2 separate regions of the Drosophila melanogaster genome follow, and region 1 is linked to region 2. The links are chromatin contacts, called in public Hi-C maps. All regions are on one chromosome and are shown on one strand. The core of a region is the stretch at or near the end of the contact, and the rest is flanking DNA. Distances in the headings are between cores, read along the strand shown.

What was found. A called contact is a pair of places that touch in the nucleus more often than the background predicts.
Region 1: a Hi-C map of the Kc167 cell line shows a contact between it and region 2, with 5 times the contacts expected there. A contact is called at or near these places in 25 of 107 Hi-C or Micro-C datasets (the Clone 8 cell line, the D17-c3 cell line, the Kc167 cell line and 9 more) and 6 of 7 datasets of targeted methods (the Kc167 cell line and the S2 cell line).

What each region holds. Positions count from the first base shown.
Region 1 is chr3L:4,619,397-4,623,720 of dm6, reverse strand. CG32246 reads right to left here and starts at 2,502. Exons shown (of 1, transcript NM_168098.3): 1 at 736-2,502. The coding sequence starts at 2,456. The coding sequence ends at 759. The region is part of intron 2 of Src64B (Src oncogene at 64B); the gene reads left to right.
Region 2 is chr3L:4,539,820-4,543,957 of dm6, reverse strand. It overlaps CG11357, which reads right to left and starts at 1,907. Exons shown (of 4, transcript NM_001259697.2): 1 at 1,854-1,907; 2 at 1,051-1,315. It overlaps CG32243, which reads left to right and starts at 2,714. Exons shown (of 6, transcript NM_168094.3): 1 at 2,714-2,893; 2 at 2,947-3,035; 3 at 3,111-3,245; 4 at 3,305-3,663; 5 at 3,728-3,873; 6 at 3,927-4,138. The coding sequence starts at 2,790.

The sequences.
Region 1 (4,324 bases), core at 1,253-3,752, 79 kb before region 2:
TCGCAAAATGCTCTCAAACAAGTAAATCTGCTTAGCTCGACTAACGGCAAACTTGTTGAGATCTTTTCATTTCTCTATTTTGCTCGCAGTTCGCTCGCTGTTGTTGTTCTTCTTCAAATTTCCTATTTTGCACACAAAGCGTTTTACATGATACGGACGACCACAAAGGCATAGAGTCAATCGAAAAGGGGAGCGGGTGGTGGATGAAGGGGATAACACAGCGTGGGAGGTGCAATAAGGAGAATCCAAACGAATAAAAAGTAGTCAAAGCAACAGAAGTGGAGACGGAAGAAGCGGAACAAGTAGAAAACTCAATTGTTCATCGCTCTCTTTTAGCTCCTCCTTTGTTCCTTTCCCTGCCAGCTGTGCGTGTATGTGTGCGTGTTTGGCCACTTAGCCAGCAAACAATGCGCACAGCAGCAACGTTTTATTGATAAGAACTGAAAGGAGGAGAAAAGGCGATGGAAGTGAAGAGAGGAGAGCGGCGAAGGCGAGGAAAAGTGGAAAGTGCGTGGCAAGTGCGACAAAAAAGAATTAATGTAGAGATGATTGCCTGAGTGGAGAAAATTTCAAGTGGATTTTCCCTTTGATTGCCAGAAAATTACTACTTTTGAGAATTTTCAAATAAGATCTTAAAGATGCAGTATTGATTGAAAACTCTTAAAAATGCTATTTTCGGTAGCTCATACTTACATAGAAACTTTATTCAATAAAGCAAGCAAAATAAACCAATTTAAAAACGCGAAATGTAAACAAACTTAGGGTATCAACTCCATTCTCCTTCTAAATGTATTCCTCAACCTATCGTCGTCGAAAATGTAGTCCATATATGGACTAAAGGTAAACAGCATTTTGTATAAACAGCGGTTTATGGCCTTCATAAAACGATCATGGCTGGAGCAAAGTTTTCCTCTCACCTTCATTTCCTTAGCCTCGTTCAGCTTTTCCTCCACCTTTAATAAATACACCAGAATGCGATCCACATCGCTTTCAATGTAGACGAATTTGTCTTCCTTGAAGAGTCTTACGCAGATGCTGACGAGTCCTTGAAGGATCCAAACAAGAGGTTCCCCACACAGCAGCACATGATTTAGATTGGCCAGAGGATCTAGGTCGTACAAGTAGCTATAGTACTGCGATACAATTGGCAATCGAAACCATAAACCTTTCCGTATGCTGTGGACACAAAAACGTTTTGGCGGAGGAGTCGGTTTTACCAATAAACGAATTTGAGGACACTTGGGTTTATTGTTCTTTAGCAAATGACAGATCTTAATGGGCGTAGCCGGCTCCAAACAGGAATCCATCCGGGCTAGAAATGCATCTACCATTTCCAGTATAATGTCGCGTAACTCTCTCCAATTTCGATTTCCTAGACCAATTTCCATTTTAAACAAATCAAGGTACAAGCTACCCGACATGGCGGCATAAAAATCACGGGCTGCCAGCAATTGAAATCCATAGATTTCCGTAGTGTCCAGAGCCATTGCTACTGGTATTGAAAATGTATAGCGTTGCATATCCTTGGGCATTGGTTTCATACGCATTGTGCAGAAAAAGTATTGAAAGCGGTCCCATATCAGATTAAATAGATTGATACCTGTACACTTGTGCAGTGCTCTTAAATCACAAATCAGTGATAGTTTTCGCTGCAAAACCAGGCCATAAAATTTCGGAACGATATTTAGTTTGAACAGGATCAGTGTGGCTAGTAACCAAGCTTGAAAAAGTCTTTGAGGTTGCGTTATAATAACACAACATCCAATGGTCACTCCGCCTAATTCGGTAGTGTCCAGGAAACCCATGGTTGGCCAGTAGATGACGGTAAATAATAAAGTTGGAACGATAGCTGCTTTAGCAGAAGTCTTTAATTGGTGACACCACATTTGAAGCAGACACTTCTTTATGTCCAAATGCACAATGGGTAATGGGAATCTTCGAAGGCATCTTCCCTGACTCTTATGGTAATAGGAAATACCACAAAAGCAGCCAAAGGTCATGAGGTAATACCAGGATCCTCCTAGCAAGTAATTCCCATTGTTCAAGTCCACAAAGGATGCATAAAGCCAGCTGGTAGTCATGGTTATAGAGAGTATCGATGCAATCAGCCCAAGCCTTATAGGAAACTCGTAGGTTATTCTTAAAATGTTATTTTTGAAGCATCGGGGATTGTTATAATGTATGTGGCACAATACCAAACCAAATCCCATCGTGCTCACTCGTATGAGCAACATTAGTACCGAGGAATACACCGAAAACAGAGTCCATCTCAGGATTTCAGTGACGGAAACCAGTGGACGCATCACCTCGAACAAATTGATGGCTACGAAAATCGTCAGCATCTGATAGTCCAGCCATGAGCAGAGTAATGTGGCAAATAGGAACCGATATAGCAATATCTTCTTGATCTTAAGGGGTAGCAACTGATAATATTGGGGCAACTTCACCTTCCACATATTTGCGTATGGATTTTGATTTGATTTGGTGAATAGTTGATTCTATATACTACGACTACTGAGCTGCAACTTTTAACCTTCTTTCCGTCAATTTACTGTCTCAATTGACATAGTTCCCAAGTCGGTTGGCCTGGTCATCAATCTATTTAATGGGCTGCCGTTGACCTAACTTACGCCCATTGTAGACCCCCTGTTGTCCCTATTTCGTAAAAGTTCAAAAGTTTTTATGCCAATTTAAAGTTTTCCTCTCTATATACCCTTACGAGGGCTAGCCATAATCAAGGCAGCGATTTGGTAACGGCAGAAAGGAAGTGTATTGAAACTTGTGTCTCTAATTTACCAAACTAATTCAAAACATTAAGTCTTCGTTTTCAAGCATGAACTTTTGAAAGTGAATAGTAGCCATCTAATAAATTGTTTTTATATGATTCTATAAATTTTATTGTAATATATGTTCAAATGTTCTGCTATCTATTACCACTAATTTATTTAAGTATGTCAAGCTTCAATTCCCTGGTGAAATATTTTTCAGAATAGCTGTTGCTTACGTTTTATTTTTTGCCATTCAGGTGGACAAGTCAGCCAGGACTAAGTGCATCTAAAAATAAAGTTGTTGCCGCTGCAGGCACAACATTGCATTTTGCAATTGTTTTTATTCAGCGAGCGCCACTTTATTGGAGCTCTGCCACCTGCGGGGGGATAAATGCTTGGGTTAGCTGCTCCCAGCTAAAGTTCTAATTTATGTCGCTAAGTTTTTGCTGGCAAAAGAAAAGTTTGCAGTCACATTTAATGGTCAAAGCTTCAGGCGCAATTTCCAACGGGCGAAGAGAGCGTATTTCGAACGGGAACTGGACACGGACATGGAAATGGACATGGACATGGCAGAGGATGTTGCTCCGTCCCCACTTTTTTTTTGTTTGTTTGCCATTTCGGCCTGTGTGTGTGTGTGTGTGTGACCGCCTAACCCAAAAGCTGGCCAGGAGTGGAGCGAGGCCCGGGGCCAATTAGATTTATGGGATTAGCACAGGTCGTTGGCTATAAAACACTCGCATGCTTGCAACGGGGCGAAATCAACGTGAAAATCGAGTCCATGTGGATGAGAATGAGGATCCATTTGGAAACACACACCCGTTCGCAAATGGAACCTGAAGCGATGGGATATGTGTGAGCACTGAGAGAAATTTGTGTAGGCTTACTCAATTCAATTGCCAGCTTTTATGCTGATTTGTCTTTAGAGAATAAATAAGCGATTCCTTTGAGAACTTTTTTTTTTCAAGTGATCACTGGGAGTATAATTAGCACAAATTAAAGGGAGTTTCGTGCAATATTTTCTCTGTGGACACTGCAAACATTTGCATTGTTGTGTCCTGTTGAGCTCCTCTATATTTCTCCCTCGCTCTCTCTTTCTCTCTCTGCCCATATATCTCTCCCTATCTGTCTGCATGCAGCTTCGGTTTGAGCCAACTCCCCACTTACCACACACGCACACTTCACCGCTTACCTTCGCCGAACATCCGGTGGGCAACAAAACATTGTTTCATCCCATAAACCGCCGCCAACTTTTGCATCGGTGGTGGTTTTTTTTTCGCTCTCGCACTCGGCGAGCTTTGTTCCGGCCTTCCGTTCCGTTCCCTCGGCGTCCTCCTCACCTTCCGCCGCCCATCGCCACACCACGTCCTGTTCGCCTTGCCATTGAGCGGCCGCGACGATGACGCGTGCTCCTGGCCCATGCCCAGAACCACGTACCGCCGCACACATTTCCGGACTCAGGCGGACTGTTTTTGTGCCCTTGGAAGAGGGTATGATGATTATAAGAGAATATTTTAGTGTAATATAATAATCGTGGAATGTTATCGAAGTTATCAAAT
Region 2 (4,138 bases), core at 658-3,157:
GCCCATTCGACAGAGACGGCCGATCGAGGGGAGATGAATGTGGGAAAAAGAGAGAGCGAGAGCTTCTCGCGGAAGCTGGCGCAATTAAAAATCAGAGCTTCGCCAACGAGCATGTGATTGAAAATTTGAAGCGCCAATGCAAACAATGAACTTTAAACTGAACGGAATGATTGTAATTCCTTATAAGCCATAGTGCTCAATAAATTAAACATTAATTTAAAGTACACGTGTTAAATGTCTATTAGCGAAAATCACACAAAAATCGATTTAGATCCAAAATATCGCCCTTAGAGATATGGTGCTATCTTAGTGGGACTCGAACACGGTCTTCTTAGCGACTTCTTCTTCAGATAACAAATCTATTGAATATGTAATAAGTTGAATACATATGACTTGATTGATATCAGGAAAAATTGATATAGAAATGGGTTATTTTTTATTGATAAGCGGTGTATCGGAACTAGTGAGATTTCCACTGTACCTAAGTGATGAGGTAAACACTCTCGCAGTCTTGGGCAAACATTCAGACGGGAGCGAGGCGCACAGAAAGATAGGAAGAGGGAGACGGAGCGAGGCGGCACAGTGGGACAGGCCAAGGACAACGAGTTGAAAAAGGCGAAAAGGAGCAGACGAGCCAAAACGGAGGACAACAAACAGGCATGCGTGCCACTGTGCCTGAACTTGTTCAAGGTCAGTCCTCAGCGACAGCGACGTGCTAACAAAAAGCGAAGAAAATTCATGTTGGAAAAAAGCACAAAAGAAGAGCACACAACAACAACGCCTCTTAAAGGCGAAGAAAAGAGCGAAAGAAGAGATAGATGCGTATATAAAAAACAAAAAAAAAAAACGCTACCCACACATGAAAGAGAGTGAGCGAGAGAGCAAGTGTCCCTCCCCGCAGCAACAATGACAACAATAGGATACTGTTCAATGGATGCTGATAAGCAAAAGTAAAAGACAAAACCCCTCGAAATCTGGAGAGATAGTATCCAAGCACTCGCATAATTAATTTCATACATTTTATGCTTTTTTTTATGTATTAATAGTCACCTGCTGGTTGTTCGCCTGGCTGCTTCCTCATTAGCCAGTCAGTCGAATCCTTGCGGGAGAGCGAGGGAAATGGCAACAAATGTGCGTTTTTAATTAATTTCCATGTGAAGCACTCACGCACACTTACACACACCCATCGCTTTGGGTAACAGTTCAAAAACAGAGTTAGAGCGAAAGAGACACCAATTGGGAGTGCTAATTCAACACACACGCGCACGCAGCACTTAATTTGTATAGATTTTTGGCATCAATTTGTTGTTGGCAGCTGGAATAAATTTACTTAACTTAACACAATTTTCAAGCTTGCACACAACCACACCAACACGAACACCTATACAGACGCGGCGAAAAGAAATGCAAAAGGAGATGAAGAGGAAGAAGAAGAAGCAGGCTGAAGGATGCTGGGCCTGGATTTCTCTTTCCTTTTTTCGCTGCCCAAAAAGGCGTTGACAGCGCTTTTATTCACTTTTAATTCATTTAACGATGGTGTTGTCCGACTTTAATTGTTTATGCGCTTGGGTTTTTTAAGAAAAACTGAATAAAAAACGGAATAACCGCCGTCACTCGTCGAAAAATTCTCGGCGCGGCTATTGTTCACTTATTATCATGTCATATTTTCCAACTGATTTGAAAGACAGTATTTTAGAGAATAAGTATACCGAGCGAGTTATCAGCGACGTGTGCAATTTTTATGCACTTTTTTAATATTTTAAGTGGAAAATAAAACACAGAGCGTTTCAGAGGGCGCTAAATTGTTTTTTGCCCGTTCGGAACTGAGTAACTGAGAAGCGTAGCGTTATTACCAGTCTTTTTCTTCTTTTTTGTTGCTGCCCCGTTCGAATTTCTCTCGCACTGTTAGCCGCTCTCAGTTGCTGTTAAAGCGGCGAAATTCACTGTTATATTTAACAGAGGCGTTGTTGTTAGTTGTAAAGAAGGGCTGTTAAGGGGAGTTGGCTTCATAAAACTTTTTGAATATTCAGAGTTAAAGAAATCTAGTTTTTAACAATATTTGTATCAAAACACATTTAAAAATATTAACATGTTCAGTATTAATATATATTATTTAAGTATAAATTTCAAAAACCCCAGGCATAAGATTTTATATACACCACTGGAATGTTAACTGAAAGCGGGAGATAGGGATGGAACTCAAGCATCGACACGCGTTTAAAATTTGGGGTGACCATTTCTATCGCTTTCTCATCTAGCTTGCCTAGATTTTCAAGATCCATCTGCCAAAATTGCTATCGATTAAAGTGCATCGGCTCAGTCGCCATTCGTAAGTTGTAAATTACGAAGAAACGCAATGATAATTGATTCAACCGATAGGAAACCTATTTTAACTTAACATTAAGATTTTAACTTTTTAAATTGCACTAATATCGTTATCAGCCAACTAAATTTTGTAATTACTTAATTACTTAATAACAAAAATTAGAATAATATTTAATTCGTTGAGTAATAATGCCTTTTATGAAACCTAATTATTTACAAACAGTCGAATGTAAACAATATTGGGGTGATCATAAACATTAAGAGATATACATTTTGATAAGTGTTTTATTTAATGTTTATTTAAATTACAAATATCCCTAATATGACTGGTAAATACATCATATTACTTAGATAGTGACAGTTCGTCAGCACTGACTATCGATAGCCGCCTTTTGTTGCAACTTCCATCTTCTACGTGCAACAGAAGAAGTTCTAGAAATAAGCAGGAATAAAAGTTTGCAAAAATGAGTGCTCCAAAAGGGGACGGAAACTTAGTTCCCACAGTCAGAGAAGTGCAGCAAAAGTTTGCCGACATCCTGGGCCATGGCAACGATATAACCTGGGATCTGTAAGTAGGATTCATCCGAAAAAATTGCAAATTATAAAGCTCAAGGTTTGCAGAATATCGTCGGGTCAAGAAAACATATTGAAGGCAAAGCTGTCTCTGCTGAATTTCGATTCTAACATGTTTCATGCGATCTGGAGTTATAGTGAGTTATAGTTATAGTAAAATTAATAATATATTCCAAATAAGCGTCATTATGTTATCTACTTTCTCATATCAGGAAAATACTCCAAAGGGCAGTCACTCACGTCTTTATTTTTTGTGATGGTTGTCAATAATGTATATGATCCCAAGCTGGCCGAAGAAAGTAGATCCTGGCGCCTGTATCCGGTGTTTCGATGCCGACGATGCGTGGGTAAGCTCGATAGTTATAAGTAAATCGAGAAATGTATTATATTTTTTTATTTGTACAAGATGAAACTGGACATTCCAGCAACATTGACTGTTGCATGTCATATGTGTCACAGTACTCAATGTCTGATTCCTGGAACCGATTTGTGACCCATACGGGGTTTGCCGCAGGTCTAATGGTCACCCCGTATCTTGGAGTTTACAAGCAAACCGATGGTCGCGTTGAGCTAAAAACGTATACTACCACTCAGATATGGCACCCAAATAAGAAAGATATACCAATAACACCCGAATCGTTGAAAAAAGCATCCAGTGTGACTAATAAACTTAGAAAAATCATCATACATTCAGTTCCATTTCTGGTTTATCCTGAAGAGGTTTTCGACTTCTGCGCCAGTGAAAAGATGCTTTCGTCGATTTTGGTATAAACTTCATATTTCATTAACATACATTCGAATTTGTTTAAATTGTTTGTCTTTCATGTAGAATCCTCATAGTTCTACACAATCTGGTGATGTGGCTGGTCTATCCGATTCCTTAGTATTATTTACGAATAATCTGTACAATTCACGCCTTGAATCGCTGATGAATAATAATAATAATGATCCCAGCATTTTTGTTAATCAGCAACGGTAGGTATCAAAGGATTCATATTGCTCGCAAATCTAAATAAAAATATTTCTAGATCGGCGTGGGATAAGATTGCTAGGGAATCATTTAAAATTGAGGGAAATGTGAATCTCATTCGTTGTTGCAATGGAGTGCCCTCAATACCGAAGCTGGATAAAATATTTCAGCCCATTGATAGCAAGATCAAGAAATCAAAAAAGGTTGTGGAGGCTGAAAAACCAGAAAATACTCCAAGTGATCTTCCAGAAATAGAAATAGATTTATCTA